Linked DNA regions of Sus scrofa: region 2 is linked to region 1. The links are chromatin contacts, called in public promoter capture Hi-C maps. All regions are on one chromosome and are shown on one strand. Each heading gives the region's core, a stretch centred on a gene start, on an enhancer-like site or on the middle of the called end of the contact. The rest is flanking DNA. Distances are from core to core; before and after follow the strand shown. Region 1 holds the start of SH3TC2 (SH3 domain and tetratricopeptide repeat-containing protein 2). Region 2 holds the start of AFAP1L1 (actin filament associated protein 1 like 1).

Region 1 (5,334 bases), core at 2,776-5,275:
CAGTGAATGAAGAGCCCAGCGATGAAGGAATCAGCAGCTGGGAGGCTTGCGTCTCCGCTCCTCCGAGGATCAGGCCTCCAGCCCACTCCGACGCAGGGTTTCCTCACCTTGTCCCCGGTGACCATCTTAGCACCTTTGCTGATGGCTCTTCCTCAGTCTGGAAAACCTGTGTCTGCCCCTCAGTCACATGCCACCTCCTCCACGAAGCTCTCTTTGCTTTTCTCGCCTGGCCGGGTGTCAGGCCCAAACATGGGGAGCCGCCCTCCGCTCCTCCTCCCGCACCCTGCATCTCAGCCACAGGTCCCTCTGCCCTCCTTTCCCCACAGCGCAGAGCAACGCCCAGATGGCCAGATGCTCCCGAACTCCTCCTTCACGGGCTAATGTGATGGAATGCGTGACTGTCCTTCTTCTCGCTCCTGGGGTCTGCATTTGTCTCCCAGGGCTGCCCTCACAAAGCACCACAGACTCCGTGGCTCGGAGCATCAGAAATGCATTGTCTTGGAACTCTGGAGTCCAGAAGCCCCCAGTGGAGATGTTTACGTGGCTACGCACCCTTTGAAACCTGCAGGGGAGTCCTGCCTTGTCTCTTCCTAGTTCTGGTGGTCACTGGGAGTCCTTGGCGATCCTTGGCTTGCAGCTGTAGGATTCTAATCTCTCCTTTCACTTCACCTTCTGTGTCTCTATCTCCTCACAGGGCGTTTTTAAAAGTAAGGCGGCCAGCATACGGGATTAGGCGCCTAACTTACTCCAGTACGACCCATCTTAACCTAAATAATCACGTATGCAGCAATCCTGTTTCCAAATAACGCCACATTCTGAGTCTCAATATATCAGTTTTGGGGGCCACGAGTCTACCCATGATTTCTCAGTTCTTCCCTTGAATTGTAGTATCCAAGTGTGTATCTTATTATCCTAACTAGAGTGTAAACTTCACAAGAAAAAAATTCAAATTTTCATCTGAAGTGGCAAACTGGCTGCCCTTGGCCTGTAGGGATATTTGTCAACCGCGAGCATGGGCCCCCAACGTGATGTGGAAGTTTTCCTGAATCAGTTCATGAATATTTATTTATTTTTGCTTTTTAGAGCCGCACCTGCAGCACATGGAAGTTCCCAGGTTAGGGGTCGAATTGGAGTTATAGCTGCCGGCCTACACCACAGCCACAGCAATGTGGGATCCAAGCCGCATCTGTGACCTACACCACAGCTCAAGGCAACACCAGATCCTTAACCCACGGAGCGAGGCCAGGGATTGAACCCATGTCCTTGTGGATACGTGTCAGATTCATTTCCACTGAGCCACCATGGGAATTCTCCGGTTGGTGAATATTTAAAAGTTTGGAAACTGTACCTAAGATTCTGGGGGTCTGGTTTCCACGACAAGTCAAATACCTGGTTTCACACCAGAGAAACAGTGCACTGTGTCCCTCATTGCCTGAAGCCCAGCGGGGCTTCTCTGCCTCTCCTTACACTGGAGAGTGTTCTCCTCATGCTGTATAAATGGAAATACATACACATACAGTATTGGATTTGTTTCCCTAAGAGAACTTAGAATAACATACATACATAGTCTTTTTTTTTTTTTTTTTTTTTTTTTTTTTTTTTTTTTTTGTCTTCTCTGCCTTTTCTAGGGCCGCTCCTGCGGCATATGGAGGTTCCCAGGCTAGGGGTCGAATCGGAGCTGTAGCCACCAACCTACACCAGAGCCACAGCAACGCGGGATCCGAGCCGAGTCTGCAACCTACACCACAGCTCACGGCAACGCCAGATCCTGAACCCACTGAGCGAGGCCATGGATGGAACCCGAAACCTCATGGTTCCTGGTGGGATTTGTTAACCACTGCGCCACGACGGGAACTCCCATACATAGTCTTAAATATGCTACTCATTCAGAACTCTAAGACTTTCTCACTGCCTCCACCGCTGTCACTCTGGCTCCAGCCACCCTCATCTCTCTCCCGGACGTTACAATTGCTGCGTACGTGGAGTTACAGCTGCAGCCTCTTTTCCAAGGAGCAGCCAGAGTGACCCTTTAAAACCATGAGTCAGTCACGTGACTCCCGAATTTCGTGTCCTCCACTGGCTCCCACCTCCCTCTGCGTAAAAGTGGCTTTTAGGTGGCCTTCCAAGTCCTACACAACTTGGCCCCTGCTTCACCGGCCTCGTTCTGCACACGGCCCTGTCCCCCGGACCCCAGCACCCTCGCTCCTCTTTACCGTGTCCCAGGCGAGTCCAGTCTTGGGGCCTCGGCACCCGCTGCCCTCTGCCGGGAAAGCTCTGCTCTTGCCAGTTCATCGGAACCACCCATAAGCAGAATAATACTGACTTCTTGCATCTTTATCTCCCATTTATTTCATATTTGCCAAAAATGTGTGTCTTACCCAACTGCCTCAGGGAGTCCTCTCTGAGAGATGGCCCGGGAATCCGTGCAGGTCCGATTTCCAACCGCTGTCGCCGCAGGCTCCGGCTCAGGGATGTCCTGCACCGATTCACGGAGAGGTGTTAAGTCTGGGCATCCGTCTCCGCGTGCAAGTCAGAGCAGCTTTTCTCTTCACTGAGTCTCAGGTGCCTCCCGACGTGCTGAGTAGCTGCCTTCTCAAGAAGCCTTGCTCGTTTATCTCAGGCCCAAGGAAACATCCTAATTCACAAAGCACCGCGCTCTGGTGACGGGAAAGGACGCGGGACACATCATGCGAAGCGCATACTTCAAGCAGACCTGTGCAGAGAAGGCAGCCTCCACGACGATTTTGTGACCAGAGAGACCTGTGCCCCTGTGCCCCCCCGCCCCCGGGCCTCGGTCAGCGGTCGGCCAGCTCCAGAGGGCTCAGGTCACGAGTCCTTCCTCACCGGAGCTGTGGAAAGAGCCTGCATATCAGAAAACGGAAGCTCCTGGGCTGTGGCATCAACTAGACGTGGCTCAACCCTGAATCTGAGGTTCACAAATGGTGGGGCCTCTGCACGTGTTTCCTCCCTTACCAGACAGAGAGGACGCGGCTGGTCTTACGGAGCTGTTACAGGACTGAAATGATGCCAAGTGTGATGAGTGCCTGGACCACCCGGGAGTCAAGCCAGACCTCAGGGACACAGGCGAGACCCTGTCACCTGGGGCTGAACGGTGGTAGATGCAGTGGACACTCGTGCTCCTCCGGGGGGACTGGCCCCCGGGCTGTCCTCCACGCTGTCACTCCAGCGCTCCTTCCAGAATGCAACCTCGGCCAGACTACCTCCTTCCTTCGCACGCCTGTGAGACGGACCCCAGCCCCGCCTCCCAGCAGCCCACCAGGCGGGCTGTCAGGACCCTGCTTTCTCGCGGCCCACTCGCCACTGACCTTTGCTCGGGGCATTAAAGCAACATTAGGTGCCTAGTGATCCTGGAGCGTGGCTGCTGGGTCAGTCAGGCCTCTAACTTCGCTGGCAGTCGGCAAGTGTTTTCCGTCTCCTTTAGGAGACGTGGGAAGCTTTCTGAAATTTAGTCACCCTGTCAAGAGCATCCTCTGCCCTCTCCTTACCCAGAGCGGAAGAGTTTGGTCTGGTGGGACCCACTTTTTCTAAGTATTTGTAACCTCAACCTTCCTGGTCCTCCATCCTCTCACCTGAAAGATGCTGGGCCCCCTCGGGAACTTCCCAGCTTCCTTCTGCCCACGACTGAGGGAGGCAGGGCTGGGGGCTGGCTCATCCAGGCTGCTGGGGGTGAGGGGAGACGCTGCGTGCACAGCTCCGCCTCCACCCCGAGAGCCAAGGGAGGTGGGGGGCCTCCCCGTGGGCCAAGCCGGCCACGGAGGGAGCAAGAACAGCAGCCTTGGATCTTGGGATGCTCTCTGGCCTCCTCACCACAGTCCCTCCCCTCCCCCCCAGGAACCAAACTGTGTATCTCACTCCCAGAATGTGAGGAATGTGCCACAGGCTGATAGGCATGATGCCATCTGCAGAGAGGCGGGTGGGCTCTGCTCCCTTCTGAGGCCTGGCAGTGCAAGGACTCCAGGGCCTGAGGGCCGGGCTGCCCCTCCCATCCTCCCTGGGCCTCCTGCTGCCGCCAAGACCATCAAAGGCTGCATTGTGCCTGAGTGGGACTCGGGCCTCATGTGCCAGGGAGGAGGCAGAGGAGGGACACCGCTGGGAGGCTGTCCCCTCCCAGTGCTCTTAGGCTGGTGTTCCCAGGGGCCTTGGCCCTGGGAGGATGGTGCACACATGGGTGGCTGCTTCTGCATCCCCGGGGAGCCGAGTCCGTCCTGGGGCCTAGGTGAGTTTCCTGGGGGGCCCTGGCCTGTGGCTTGGCTGAGGCCATGGGCCAGCGACGCTTTAGGGATCTGCTGGTTGAAGAAGCTGCTCTTCCAAAGATGGGAGGTGGCCGCGCTCTGGGGCTTTCTCTCCTCCCTGCCTCCTATAGCTGGTGTCGTTCTGGCTTCGTGAAAGGGGTCGAAGCCTGGGGAATCCCTACTTTCCCTGAAGAAAGAGGCTTTGAGCTGCTCTAGGAGGGGAGAGAATGCTGCTCTCGGCTGCCACTCCCAGGGGGTGACTAAGCCCTTCCTGCCTTTCTTCCCAAGATTCCCTGGTCAGGAAGGAAGCTCAGGCAGTGAATTCCTCTGAGGCCCAGGAGTGGTCATAAACTTGGCCTCAGTCACTCAGCCGTATTTTTGTCAGGATTACTGTTACTGGAGAAAAACAGGCAGTTTCCTGCCTCCTACCTGCCACAGTGTGATCTTTTGTTTTGTTTTAAATTTTAGTACGTCAGCGTGAGGTCAGAGTTGTTGCTCTCACAAAGTGTCAGGTCACCTGAGACTTAACATGAGGTGACCAACCCTGCTGATCTGCCCGGGACCCAGGGCTTTCCCAGGGCACCGGCAGGGCTCACACCGGGACAGGCGCAGGCAAGCAGGTTGCCGGTCACCTGCCCCTTGTCTTTTCAGAGCAAGACCCAGGTGAGGCCTGTGGCCGCCAGCATGCGGGCGGGCTCTGGGGGAGGAGGGGAGTGGAGGAGGGCTTGTTTGGGAGGCAGAAGACCCTTCGCAACGGGTCATCACTGCCAGCCTTGTTAGAATTTGGTGTCTTCCTTAGAGGGGGAGCCCAGGGGAACCCCAGCCTCTGCTAGATGGCTTCCCCTTATGAGGTCTTGTGACAGGGGCTCGACAACGTGGACGTCACCAGGCGTTTCCTAAAGGGACCTGAAGCAGCCACGTTTGCTTCCTCAGCTTGAAGTCCCAGCCTAGGCACCCTGGCACCTCCTGCAGAGAGAGGCTCCCAGACTAAAGCCCCCCTGGACTTAAAAATAAAAGTAAAAATACCCCCCAAATAACACCCTTGACCCAGAAGCCACGGACCTTCAGCTGGAAAATGTTT
Region 2 (5,685 bases), core at 2,988-5,487, 200 kb before region 1:
CATGGGAAAAGCGTGGAAAAGAAGGGCTGTACCTGCCAGTACGACTGAATTACTGCTGGTTTCAGGTTAATACACCTGAAACTAACACGACATTGTAAATCAGCTCTACTCCAATAAGAAATATAAATTCAGTGAAAAATAATGGGCAAAACGAAAACAAGACACAGTAGAAACTCTAAAAGTGTCCTCAGCATCGGACCAGCTTGAGGCCAGTGGAATTTTATTCCGTTCCGTCTGATGAAGACTGGTTATTACAAGAGCCGGCATTTATCGAATGGGTCTCATAAAGGAGGAATTGTGTGAAGTGTCTTCCATATATTCAACATTTACAACAACCAAAATAGGCATCATCACATCCGCATTTCATCCTCCTGGGAGGACAGGGGATTAAGGGCCGCGCTGGTGGCCGACTCTCTCTCTGTGATGTCCGTACGTGTGTGAGTTGGGAGGTCCCGCTGGAAGGAATTTCGCTGTAATGCCAGCGGTTTCTATGTCTGTTACTTGGTCATGTGAATCCTGCCGTACTCACGGAAAGACACAGCCTGTTGGAAGAGAAATCCTACTTCCCAGGTTTGTTTTCATTCTCGAGTCAGTGGACTTCGATGCTGAGCTTTTATGCTGCAATTACTACTGAAGATCTGAGCAGAGCCGTCGTGGCACAATGGCGGTGCCTGGACCTGCCGTCGGAAGGGCTGGCACCCCAGCCCTGCTCTAGGGCTTGGGGAGGTCGTCCGCCACGATGGAGGCAGCCAGCAGCCAGCTGAAGAGCAGGACGTCGGTTCCAAGCCAGCTCTGTCTCTCACGGGATGAGTGAGCACACACGTTAATACTGGGGACCCGGTCCTCCTATTACGGACTGAATTTTGTCTCCCTGCCCTAAATCCATTCATTGAAGCCCTAACCCCAAATGTGACTACATTTGGAGCTAGGATCTTTAAGGAGGTAATTAAAGTTACGTGAGGTCATAAACGTGGGCCCTCGTCCTGCAGGACCGATGCCCTCCAAGAAGAGGAAGAGACACCAGACATCTGTCTCCCGTGCCCGCACACGGAGGAGGCCCTGCGCGAAGGCGGCGAAGGCAGCATCCGCAAGCCCGGAAGAGAGACCTTGCCAGAAATCAATCCACAGGGCACCCTGATCTTGGACTTCAAGTTTCCTGAACTGTGAAGAAATGAATTTGTTGTTTGAGCCACCCAGGCCATGGGACTTGGTTATGGTTGCCCTAGCTGACCGATAAACTGCCAGGCCTGCCTTCCTGTGCGGTGTAGGGGTAATGCCAGTCCCTGCTTTTAGCCGCGGGGGGGGGGGTAATGCCAGTCCCTGCTTTCAGCCGCAAGGGGGGGGGTAATGCCAGTCCCTGCTTTCAGCCGCAAGAGGGGGGTAATGCCAGTCCCTGCTTTCAGCCGCGAGGGGGGTAATGCCAGTCCCTGCTTTCAGCCGCGAGAGGGGGGTAATGCCAGTCCCTGCTTTCAGCCGCGAGGGGGGTAATGCCAGTCCCTGCTTTCAGCCGCGAGGGGGGTAATGCCAGTCCCTGCTTTCAGCCTCGAGAGGGGGGTAATGCCAGTCCCTGCTTTCAGCCGCGAGGGGGGTAATGCCAGTCCCTGCTTTCAGCCTCGAGAGGGGGGTAATGCCAGTCCCTGCTTTCAGCCGCGTCCCGCCGCGTGTTCCAAGGAAGCCGGGTAAAGAGCGAGCACGTTGCCCGGTTCACGGTAAGAGCCTCGTGATTTCAGTTGTTACTCTTCTCAGTAGTGAAGTGTGGTCTCCTCCCCGGTATCCTGGGCGTGGCGGTCCCGTCTCCCACACGGTAGGGATGGGGGTGAAATGAGACTCCTGCCTCAGAAAGCTTCTCTGACGATTGAAGAGGGGGCACAGCCCACCGGGGCTAGCAACACAACAGTGTCTCCACTGGAGTTTATTTTTGAAGTTTCACTTTGTGTGTGTGTGTGTGTGCGCTTAGGGCTGCACCTGCGTATGGAGGTTCCCAGGCTCGGGGTCCAATCGGAGCTATAGCCACCAGCCTACATCACAGCCACAGCAACACCATATCCCACCTACACCACAGCTCATGGCAATGTTGGATCCTTAACTTAGCGAGTGAGGCCAGGGACTGGACCTGCGTCCTCGTGGATGCTAGTCCGAGTCGCTTCTGCTGAGCCACGATGGGAACTCCCAAGTTCCACATTTTATCTTAAAGACCCCCACAGATTTCGCATTCTGATTCTTACGTGGTTGTATTTGCGTGCATTTGTATGGTGCTTGCAGGGCAGACACCTGAGGATCTAGACAGACGCCCTGGCCCCTGTGTCTCGCCCACCTCCTCTGCATTTGAGAAGCCTGGGCAGGTCGTAGCAATGGTTCTGCTGTGAGGATGTAGTGGCATGTATTTTAACGTCAGCGTAACAGGGAATCACCTTGTGGCGTGTTCCCCATCCCTCGTTCACAGCCCACCCCTGTTAGAGAGCGCCTGCTGGGTGCCAGGCGCGGGGGCCAGCACAGCGACCCCTGGGGCCCCCGCCAGCCTTCCACAAGCTTACATGCTGGCGGGGGAGGTAGGCACTAAACGCACAGGCGGGCTGTGACAGGAGCTGTGAAAGAGAAGGAGAGTAGGCTAAGAAAGCCTGCAGCAGGGCAGAGGGTCAGGGCCCTAGAACGTTCCAACAGACTCTCGGGAGTCTGCCTCCCAAGGAAGAACGCTTCCTTCTTAAGTGAGGAATTGGTCAGTAAGTCCGCGTTTGAACTCCCACCTCTGTCGCCTTGGTCCCTGGAAGGAGGACACAGCCCGTTTTCCACGTTCTGGGTGTAGGCTCGGTACGCACTTCTGTACTGGGGACCCGACGGGTGTTTGGCAACTTGTGGGCCATGAGGGGCTGGAGGGCGCGCCCGCGGCCTTGGACGGACCATGTGTGGGGGGGGCATGGACAGAGGGACGTTAGTGCTGCCGCTTCTCTCTTCTCCTGCCTGGCGAGTGTGTATACTCTGCGCAACCTGTCCAGGAGTCAGTTAGCAGGTGACACCTGCTTTACAAGTCGCAGCCTCGGTCCCCACAGAGCCCCCTCCACTTTCTCCCGGCCTCCAGCTCCCAGCAGGAGAGCAGACGCAGCGTTTCGAGCTGGAGGTGGTGTGCGGGGAGTTGTCCCCCGCGTCTTGAGCAGAGCGCCTGGGCTCTGACTTTATCTGACGCGGTGCAGGGAGCTTCCCCAACGCCAGCAACTGCTTTCATCCTCCCCCGCCCTTCCGAATTTCTTCCACACCCCTGGCCACTCCTTTTTTCCTCTTGGAGGCCTCAGCCCAGCAAACAGGCAGATGCCAGAAGGGTGTAAGGTTATGGGGGGGGGATTTCCATTAATAATAAGAACAAGAACAACCTTTCTCACGATGGCACAGCACTTAACAGTTTACCAAATACATCCACACCGATCTCGCTGGGGTTTGCACAGCTGGGGAGTTAGGGCCCTGGGGTCTGATTCCCAGCCTCTGACCCTGCCCCCACGTCCTGCCCACTGTGGCGTCTTTACCTAAGCACAGCTCCCCATGAGGGCCCCGTCTCGGTCCCTGTCAGTTGCAGTTGCAACGAGCCCTCACCGTGTCTGCGAGACTTTATCAAACCGCATTTCCTGAAACAAAGTCCAAACAAGAAGGGGTCTCAGGGTCCGACCTTGTCACCAGCCCAGAGAAAGAGGGGGCTGGGCTTACACAGCCGGCCGGGAAGAGCGCGGGGCTCAGACACCAGGCGCGCGTCCCCGTCGCGGAGCCGCGTCCCGCAGCGCCCCTCGGTCCCCGAGGCCGTGGGGGCTCCTCAGGTTGGGGCGCGCTCGCTCGCTGGGGAGTGTGACTTGTCGGCGCGCTTCACCCTTGGGGGGATGGGGTGGGAGGAGCTCCGGCCGCCGGAATCCTGTGGATTCCTGCCCGAAGCTAAGCCTCTGCGCGAGTCCCTCCCGAGCAGAGCCCTAGCTGCCCCGGCGGCGCGAGAGCCCCGAACGAACGCACAGCGGCCGCCCCCGCCGCCCCCCGCGATCGCTCCTCGCCCGCCCGGGCCCACCGCCCGCCGCCCCTCCGCCTCTCCGGCCTCAGGTCGCCCGCTTCTCCCCTCCCCGCTCCGCAGCAACAAGTGCGGCCGCCGCGCGTCCTCTTACCCCGGCCTCGGTCCATGGCGCCCGCCGATGGCGCGGAGCAGGGCGCGGAGCAGGGCGCGGCGGCTCCGGCGGGGCCGCGGCCGCCTCGGACGCGGTGCGCTGTCGTCTGGCCCCGCGGGAGTGCGCTCCGCGCGTCCCTCCCCCGACAGGATGCTCGCGCGGCGCCCCCGCCCCTGCAGCCGCTCCCGGCTCCCGGAATAGCCCCAGAGCCCGCCTCTGCCCCCGGGTGGCCGGCGGTGGCCCTCGGCCGGCCACACGTGTCCGCGCCCCGCCCTGCCTTGCTCAGGCCCTCGGCCCCGCCGCAAGGGCGCAGAGGACCCAGCCCAGGTTCACACGCTCAGTGCTCGAGCCCGCGCGTCCCGTCCCTCTCCCAGACCACGGCGGCGGTGTGCAGCTTGGCTTGCACGGCAGTAGTGACGAGAGGCTGACTACCGCGCCGCCCAGCCCGCTCCAAAGTTTTCAGATTGTCCAGACTGTTAGAAACGGTTTTTCTCCAGCGGAATCAAAATCTCTTTCCATGCTGCTGCCACCCGTTTCCTGGCTGTGGGTTTATCTTCTCGATTCCACATGTCTTTCTGGAGCGCCTTCTCGTGCCAGACACACTGTGCTGGTTCAGTGTCCATGATGTGGAGAAGGGAAGTAGTAACGATAACAATAATAAAGATATTTGGGGAGTTCCCGTCGTGGCGCAGTGGAAACGAATTCCACTGGGAACCATGAGATTGCAGGTTCGATCCCTGGCCTTGCTCCGTGGGTTAAGGATCCGGCGTTGCCATGAGCTGTGATGTAGGTCACAGACCCGGCTCGGATCTGGCGTGGCTGTGGGCTGTGCTGTAGGCCGGCAGCTGTAGCTCCGATTCGACCCCTAGCCTGGAAACCTCCATATGCCACGGGTGTGGCCCTAGAAGGACAAAAGACAACAAAACAAAAACAAAAGATCTTTGAAAATCACCTAGAAAAAAGGAGAAAAAGAGGACTGCTAAAAGGTTGGCCATGGTCTGGGATGCATCCAAATTCTGAGGTTCCCTGGGTACTAAAAACGTGAAGAATGCCAACACGGAGTGATAAAATGACGGAAGTGAACACTTTTTTAGCGTATAAATGCAGTGCCATCGCAGAAGTGCTCTTCCCAGAATAATTACAGGATGTAGGCAAAATGTTGCTGTGGCCAGTGTGGCCAGGAGTGGGATTTCAGTTTAAAGTTGTATGAAGAAAGCCAACATCTTTCACCCTGTTAGTTGCTCGCTGTGGAAGCAGGTCTCAGGCCCTTACAGACAGTAGGAAAGGTCTAAATGTAAGAGCCGCCACCGAGTGCAGGCCAGGTGCATTCTCCTTCTAGACTCTCTTCCTCCCCAAGAAGGCCAGGTCCCAGTCTGCAGCGCTGGCCGGGCCCCTCCTGTGCCCCGAACGTCTGGCAGTGGGACCACGTGGTGCAAAGGCAGAGAGACAGGAAGGGCCTGGGTAGAGCATCCTGCCTCCTCTCGGACCAGGAGTAGTTCCTCCAATAGCTTGGATTAGGCAGGTTGAGAGTGACCCCGGCTTTGCCAGATTG

What was found. Promoter capture Hi-C pulls out the DNA fragments that hold promoters and counts their contacts.
Region 2: a contact with region 1 is called in a promoter capture Hi-C map of liver, with 4 times the contacts expected there. The contact joins the promoter of AFAP1L1 here to the promoter of SH3TC2 in region 1. A contact is called at or near these places in 1 of 5 promoter capture datasets (liver) and 1 of 2 datasets of contacts at active chromatin or transcription factors (skeletal muscle).

Annotation. Positions count from the first base shown.
Region 1 is chr2:150,246,438-150,251,771 of Sscrofa11.1, reverse strand. SH3TC2 (SH3 domain and tetratricopeptide repeat-containing protein 2) reads left to right here and starts at 4,025. Exons shown (of 17, transcript XM_021084981.1): 1 at 4,025-4,237. The coding sequence starts at 4,078.
Region 2 is chr2:150,443,698-150,449,382 of Sscrofa11.1, reverse strand. AFAP1L1 (actin filament associated protein 1 like 1) reads right to left here and starts at 4,237. Exons shown (of 21, transcript NM_001244817.1): 1 at 4,134-4,237. The coding sequence starts at 4,149. All of the region lies in intron 2 of LOC106509605 (a long non-coding RNA gene), which reads left to right.